Regions from separate parts of the Zea mays genome. Here region 2 is linked to region 1. The links are chromatin contacts, called in public Hi-C maps. All regions are on one chromosome and are shown on one strand. Each heading gives the region's core, a stretch centred on a gene start, on an enhancer-like site or on the middle of the called end of the contact. The rest is flanking DNA. Distances are from core to core; before and after follow the strand shown.

The links. A called contact is a pair of places that touch in the nucleus more often than the background predicts.
Region 2: a Hi-C map of leaf shows a contact between it and region 1, with 2.5 times the contacts expected there. The contact joins two enhancer-like sites.

Annotation. Positions count from the first base shown.
Region 1 is chr4:227,301,926-227,305,758 of Zm-B73-REFERENCE-NAM-5.0, forward strand. No RefSeq gene overlaps it. Among protein-coding and RNA genes, the nearest start is that of LOC100278412, 34 kb to the left of the region's middle. Within about 2 kb of position 2,081, at least 6 of the 20 cell types and tissues checked have an H3K27ac peak or open chromatin away from gene starts, as enhancers often do. A contact at or near this core is called in leaf, where this site is marked.
Region 2 is chr4:227,484,439-227,487,863 of Zm-B73-REFERENCE-NAM-5.0, forward strand. No RefSeq gene overlaps it. Among protein-coding and RNA genes, the nearest start is that of LOC100285616, 31 kb to the right of the region's middle. Within about 2 kb of position 1,598, at least 17 of the 20 cell types and tissues checked have an H3K27ac peak or open chromatin away from gene starts, as enhancers often do. A contact at or near this core is called in leaf, where this site is marked.

The DNA of each region.
Region 1 (3,833 bases), core at 831-3,330:
TTGGTCACCCTCTCCCCAAGGACGGAGGCGTGGTAGCTGACGATGGCCTGGATTCGGGCCTCATAGTGCATGTCCATGACGAGCTTCTTACAGCTCGTGGTGGCCACCACATCCGCCCTAGCCTCGTATCTAGCCTCGCATCTGAAGAAATCCTGCATACAAAAACGATGTATTCATACATTATTTCAAGAATTTGCAATGAATGCGACATATTTTACATTATACTAAGACTTACCCACAACTCTTGCTTCACTCGCTCCGCCTTGTTATTGAATTCCCGGCCGTCCCGGTCTACTGCATTGGGGGCGACGGTGTAGTGGTCGAAGGTGTAGGCTGGACCCGTCACTCCAGCGTACTCAACCAGTCCAGGGAAGTGTTCCCTGCATAGCAGGCTGAGGATGTCATTGGGGAGGCGACGATGACCCCTAGCATAATACACAACCGTCCAAGACCTGTCCAAGTGATAAATAAAAAGTATTAGTTTATATTATGATTTTGAACAAGAATGAAGAACATAAAGTTACATGCCTCTCCCCATCTGGCCGAATCAGCGGACGCCTGTCCTGAAGTATGGGACGCTGAGGCAGACTCGCGGGACCTCGTAGGTAGATGCTCCTCGAACCTGAGGCGCCAGAACCTGAGGCGATCTGCTGAGCTTCGTCGTCGTCTTGCTGCTGGTCGTCGTCGTCCTGCTGTGCCGCCTGCTGCTGGACAACATGGCCGTGAACTTGCCATCCAGCTGTTTAAAAATTATATAAAACACAAACAAAGTTAGAAAATCATGAAACTTGTCCACATGTCATAATATCATATGTAGAGGTTGTGATAAAAATTTGAGAAGGTTTCGAGAAAGTTGTGACGTACTATGTGTAGAAACCTAGGAGAACTACATTGAAACTCTATGATTTCATGTGTAGTTCTCCTAGGTTTCTACACATAGTACGTCTCAACATTCTCGAAACTTTCTCAAATTTTTATCACAGCATCTATATATGACATCATGACACGTGTATAAGTTTATGATTTTCTGACTTTGTTTGTATTTTATACAATTTTTAAACATGTGGATGGCAAGTTCACGACCATGTTTAGTGAGCATGTTGCTCGAAGTTTCTGGTCCGCTCTTGGAATCGGTCATAACTTGTGCTAAGTAGCATGGATATCATTTTTGCATGCACGGTTTTTCAAGTTTCGAGTGACCTGCAGGTCAAATCTGAATTTTTCGAAGAAATTCAAATAAACGAACTAAATCTACTACCGATTGAAAACTCTATTATAATTGTCCATAAATGATACATGTAGGTCTACATAGTGTAGGAACATACCACAAAAAGTTTGGTGGACAAACTTTAAAAAATAAAAATATGCTTTGCCGAGTGTCCACAGAAGACACTCGGTAAAGAGTACTTTGCCGAGTGCCAAATATTTGGCACTCGGCAAAGAAACCACTTTGCCGAGTGCTGACCCTCGGCCCTTGGCAAAGGCTGACGACCGTCAGCTTTAGAATGGCCGCTGACGGCCCTTTGCCGAGTGCTACCTTTGCCGAGTGTTTGCCACTCGGCAAACTTGTCTTTGCCGAGAGTTTTCCTGTGCCGAGTGTCCTGCACTCGGTAAACTAGCTTGTTATCGAGAGCGGGACTGTGCCGAGTGCGGCTCTCAGCAAAGCAACCTTTGCTGAGTGCCCGACAAAAAACACTCGGTAAAGAGGCCGACACTCGACAAAGTTCCAGATTCCGGTAGTGCTTGCACCCAAGTTAAACTCCACGGCCACCCACAAAGGGTGGAGGGATAGCGTGGTTGAGATCCCGTGCGCGCTGACTCTCTCTCCTCCCCCGTCTCTTTGCTCGACGGGGATCTCTCTACGCTTGGCAGCCATGGCAATGAGTCCACACGCTGCAATGACCAAAGGAGAAGGCCAATGTATTGATATATACGAGGGTTAGTTAGGATTTTAATAGTATGGAAATCCAGGTGATTATGTTCCCAACTCATCTCTGCATCGACGGTAAGAGGTGAACGAATGAGCTGAGCAACCGTGTCCATGTGTTGGCGACGGTTGTGCATGAAGAGGCTGCCCACAGGGGCCACCCATCAAAGTGGTGTGTCGAGCAGGCACGCACACAGTTATGGGCCGATTGGGGAGTTTCGGCCCAAGCGTTGGTTTGTCCTCTTTCTTTTTCTCTTTTCTGTTTTCATTTTATTTTCCCATTTTTTCTTATATATATATATAGTTTATATATTAAGAGCCCTGGGCTTCCAATAACTAGAGGAAGCCCAGGTCGGACGGTGCAATCCGGTCGAGCCGGACCAGGTCCGGACGTCTATAAAACAAGACCCGGAGTGTTAGGGTTCAGTTTTTCACGCTCCACCCGATTCATTAGCGACGGCGCGTGCGACGACGGCGGTTGCCCGAGAGCGTGAGCGGCGGTGGACTCCTAGCCGGTGGCCGCGGCTCCCTGACCTCGACGCGCAGTGGCAGTGGTTCCTCGATCCGGAGTAGTGGCGGCGGTTCCCAGGTCTGCGGCGGCGGCTCCCCGATCCAGAGGGCGAGCGACAGCGGGACCCTTGTGCGGGCAAGCGGCAGCGTCCCAAGGGCCCCGAGGCGGTGGCACTTCCAAGGCCGGTGAGCAAGCATCGCCCCTCGACGTGCGAGTGGCGACTGTGACGCATGAGGCGCGAGGTTCGAGCGAGTGGCGTCACGGAAGGCGTGAGGTGCGCGCAACGATGATCGCGCGTGACATCCTCCGATCCGGCGCAGTTTGGGCGACCCGAGTGACGACTTGCATTTGTGCTTGTGTCATCGACGACGTCCTCCGGCCACTACCTCATCTGATTCGTGTTTTCTTTTTAATTATTATGTTTTATGCCTACCACATGTATATTATTTACGCTAAAAACTGTATGATTTTATGCTTGAACACGGAGTTCGTATATCAGTTTGCTGCATGCATATTTTTTGCATGCACATTGAAAAGACAATTCCTTATGTTGTTCGTAATTATCATAAAAAATCAAACCGAATCACTTATGTTCGGAAATGCTAGATTCTTACGTCTGCCATAAAACCATCTCTAATTTTTGCTGGCGTTCTTAGTTGAACTGATATATTATGCTACACGGTGTAAGTATTTATGCGACGTTGTATGAGAATTTATGCTCCATGTGACTCATGTCATCCATTTTTTGCGCGCATGAACTAAAAAGGAAAATATAATCCAAAATTTACACGCATGCAATGGAAACTCACACGATTTGCCATAATTTTTGGATCTATATAAAAATAGAAATCGCATGCATGCGGCTGCCATGTTTTTCGGATCTACCATAAAAATAGGATCGTAATAATAACCTAATAGAGCTATCAACCTCTCACATTGGCTCGATATTTACGCTTATAATTGATGGATTTTATACTCAAAACTTAAGGTTTTTACGCTTCAACCTGTAGATGCGTCCACCAGTGAACAACATGCCAGATTTTTTACGCAGTATACAAAATTGCATAAATATCTACACTGTGTAGTATAATTACTATCAGTATATATCATAAACTAATTCTAATGTGTTTAGCTGCATGGCTATTGGAGGGATCTTATATTTATGAAGGAAATAAAATATTAAATATAATTTTTTGTTCCTATGCATGCAATTCATTTTCTTTCATTGTACATTCTTTCCATCATAAATTCGTGCGCATGCAGCTGCTAACAGATTTTTAGTCAGTTTACCGAATTGCATAATTATCTACACACTGTAGCATATTTAGTATCAGTATATATCATAAACTGGTCCTTACGAGTCTAGTCGCATGAGTGTTGCAGCGATCCTAAATT
Region 2 (3,425 bases), core at 348-2,847, 180 kb after region 1:
AGGCGCTCGCATTGGCGTCGCTCATCGACGACGAAAAGAAGCTTGGCGACTGCCAGTTCGACCTCTGAAGCAGTACTACGTGACTGCATGCGTCGCTGTGTTCGGCAAGCTCCGGCGCAGCCGCCGCTTGGACACGGTCCAGAGCGGCTGCACCGCGCTGTCCATCTTCAAATAGGGGGACCTCATGGCCGTCGCCAACGCCGGCGACTCTCGGGTTGTTCTGGGCACCGCTTCCGACAACGGCGCCGTCACACCGTCCAGCTCATCATCCACCTGAAGCTCAACCTCCCACGTAAGTCACTACTGACCGGCCATGAATTCTTGTGCGCTAGGACGACGGTCGTTGCTGACGTTGTGTGAGTGTCCTCGAACAAGATTTATGTAGAAGAGTAGCACATCCGGTGGTGCAACGACTAGGTGTACTACCTCGCTGATGAGCCCGGGGTGCACTTCGTTTGGCAGCCCAGCCAAGAGTCATCGGCACTCGCCATGTCATGCGCGTTCGACGACTACTATATCAAGGACTATGGCATCATCTTGGTACCAGAGGTGACGCAGAGGAGGACCGACAACAATGACCACTCGCCATCGTCAGGGTAGCTTTTGTGCCGGCCTGCCTTTAATTCTCTTCGCAAACACATACACTTGTTTTTTTGTTTAAGCAAGCGTGTATGGTGGTGCGTACCTGATGACTGACAATGTACGAGAGAACTTCTACCGGCAGGTGTGACACGTGCTCTTCAATAATGAGACCATGCAAATCGTGGCATATATCAAAGTCTGCATGATACTGATGGTTGCAATGGAGTAGTGAAACAACTAAATTAAAATAACAAAATTTATGTATGGCTAGGATTACAAATGGATTATGAAATATTTTTTATAATAATATAAGACACATTTTGTATATAAGTTATTATGTTATTATATGTTCCCGTTGCAACGCACGGGTACTCACCTAGTAGATAATTAGGGCTAGTTTGGATACACTAATTTTCTATGAAAATTGAGGAGTAGTATTAATGAGAAAATGAACTTATTTCTTACTCAATTCCCTCTAATCTCTACAGGGAATCATGAATCCAAACTGATCCTTCAAGGATAGCCTACTCCTACTTCGCACTTAATTTGATCCAGCATGCAGCATTGCAGGCTTGCAGCTCGCAGGCGCATGACAGCATGGGCAAGCCTGAACAGGACGAATAAAAACAAATGGACGATCGAGTGGCCTTCTGTGCCTCGGAGTGAGGAGTGATGATTACATACTGTATACATAGCCAATCGGAAGTCAGCACGCACAAGAGACTGAGGCGGACAAGACGAACCTGGCGACACACCCCGTATCGTATGGATCTTTAGTAACCAGGTTCCCGATAGTTGGGATCGAGGAACAAGAAGTGGTACGCGATACGCTACTAAAACTAGAATTTAACACTACTGAAATGAGATTGTTCTCACGTTCCCGGAACGGAACGAACGTTTCCGGAACGAGGAACGTGGTTAAGTTCCTAGTTCCCGGTTACTAAACTATGGATCACTGTGTCGTCGTCTAGGGCCCAGGCCTCAGCCGCACGGATAGAGACACGTGTGCCGGAGCCTGACAGCACGCTCGTGATGGCGGACAGCACGGGTGGCGGGTGGTGGGATGCAGTGCAGCCGGGACGAGGACAGGACGATGTCAATGGATGCTTTTATTTGGTAGGCCTGCCCGAGCCCGATAGAGGATTTACACTGAATTCCAATTCGAACTTGAATATTATCGAATACTAATGTAAAACGGATACCTTGAGCGTAGATATCTACATGATTTTGAAAATAATATATAATTATTCGCTTATCTATAATTTTTTATTATAATAAAAACAGATACAGATACAATATGTTTAGGATATCTGGATATCAGTCTCCATCCCTAGACGCGGTGTGAACCACGTGCATCTTCCTTGCATCAAGCTCTGTCACTGTTACTTGACCGATCAAGCAAATACGTGTATTGTTCCTTTCTTGCCGGCCATTTGGACAATCTTTATGCTCGCTTACGACTTTCGAGACTTTAACTCACTAGTGGTAGACATGTACATGTCCGAATCTTTTTCTTAGAGCTAGTTTGCCAATTACATTTTAAGGAATTTTTATTTTTCTAAAGAAAATGATCTAATTTTTCTTGGTAAAATGAAAAATTCTTTTAAAAATGGGATTACTAAACTAGCCTTTAATTTACAAAAAAAAACTAATGCAAAAATATGTTCATACAGTATAACTTATGAGTCTCCGTAATTTTTCAACTCTGTTTGGAACCTTCATGGACGTTTCTCTCTCTCTAGCTAGGTTTAGGTGAAAAATTGCCAAAAAATGTGAAAATGCATGAACTATTTCCAAAAGAATACTTTCATATTTGTATTATTCTATTCATCCTAAAATATAATTCGTTTTAGACATTTTATTTAGTGTGTATGTATGTCTATATACACTAAATAAAGTGTGTATATATGTCTAAATATAGTGTAATTCAAATTAATTAACCTATAAATATAGTGTGTATAGTTTGTATGTATATCTATATTTATTATCATTAATTCGAAAGTTCGGGTAGTTGCAAAACAAAAACGTGGGGAAACATAAGGCCTACCCCTTTACAGTACATTGAAGACGAAATGAAGACTCGTTAGCTTTTCCATGCAACTTTAACAATGTAAAAACCTTTTTTTAACAAAATCCAACTTTCACCGGTTCACCAATTAATTAGGGTAGGTACAACACTAAACTCAAGGATTGATTTTAAGTACAAAATATAGGTACAAGACTACATACACTAAACTCAATCGACCATACCCCTATATATTTATAGGGGATAAGGTCTGGACCAGTTTTTAGGGGAGATCCAACAAATTCCCATAGAATGGTTAGTATAATCACGTATGTGATAAGTACTCTTGCCTGTTTTAATCTAGTAGCAAGGACACAGACCGTCAGTGTATACCTAGATGCCAATATGATACTCAATAGATACAAAGTTTGTAATCTCAATTCACACACATTTCCTTGCACGCCACCGCTGCAGCCTTCATAGACTGAGTAGACGGTGAGAGGAGGGTTTAGATGGAAGTCAGTTAAAAAATATATCCTTCAAGATAGATAAATGGCCTATGTACGTCTAGAAACAATTCTGAAGCGCTCGAAACCCCAAAATCTTCACATGGAGTTCATGTGCCAACGCTCGACTAATTGAATCCAAATCAAGTTAAGTCATGTTTGAATGCACTAAAGTTAATAGTCTAACTAACTATTAGCTATAATCTCAACTATCCATAGTTATTAGCTGGTTTGACCCAGCTAAAATTAACTAATTGTTAGCCAGCTATTTGTTAGTCAGCTTATTCTACTAGCAACTTTTTAGCTAGGTAACTATTAGCTCTAGGCATTTA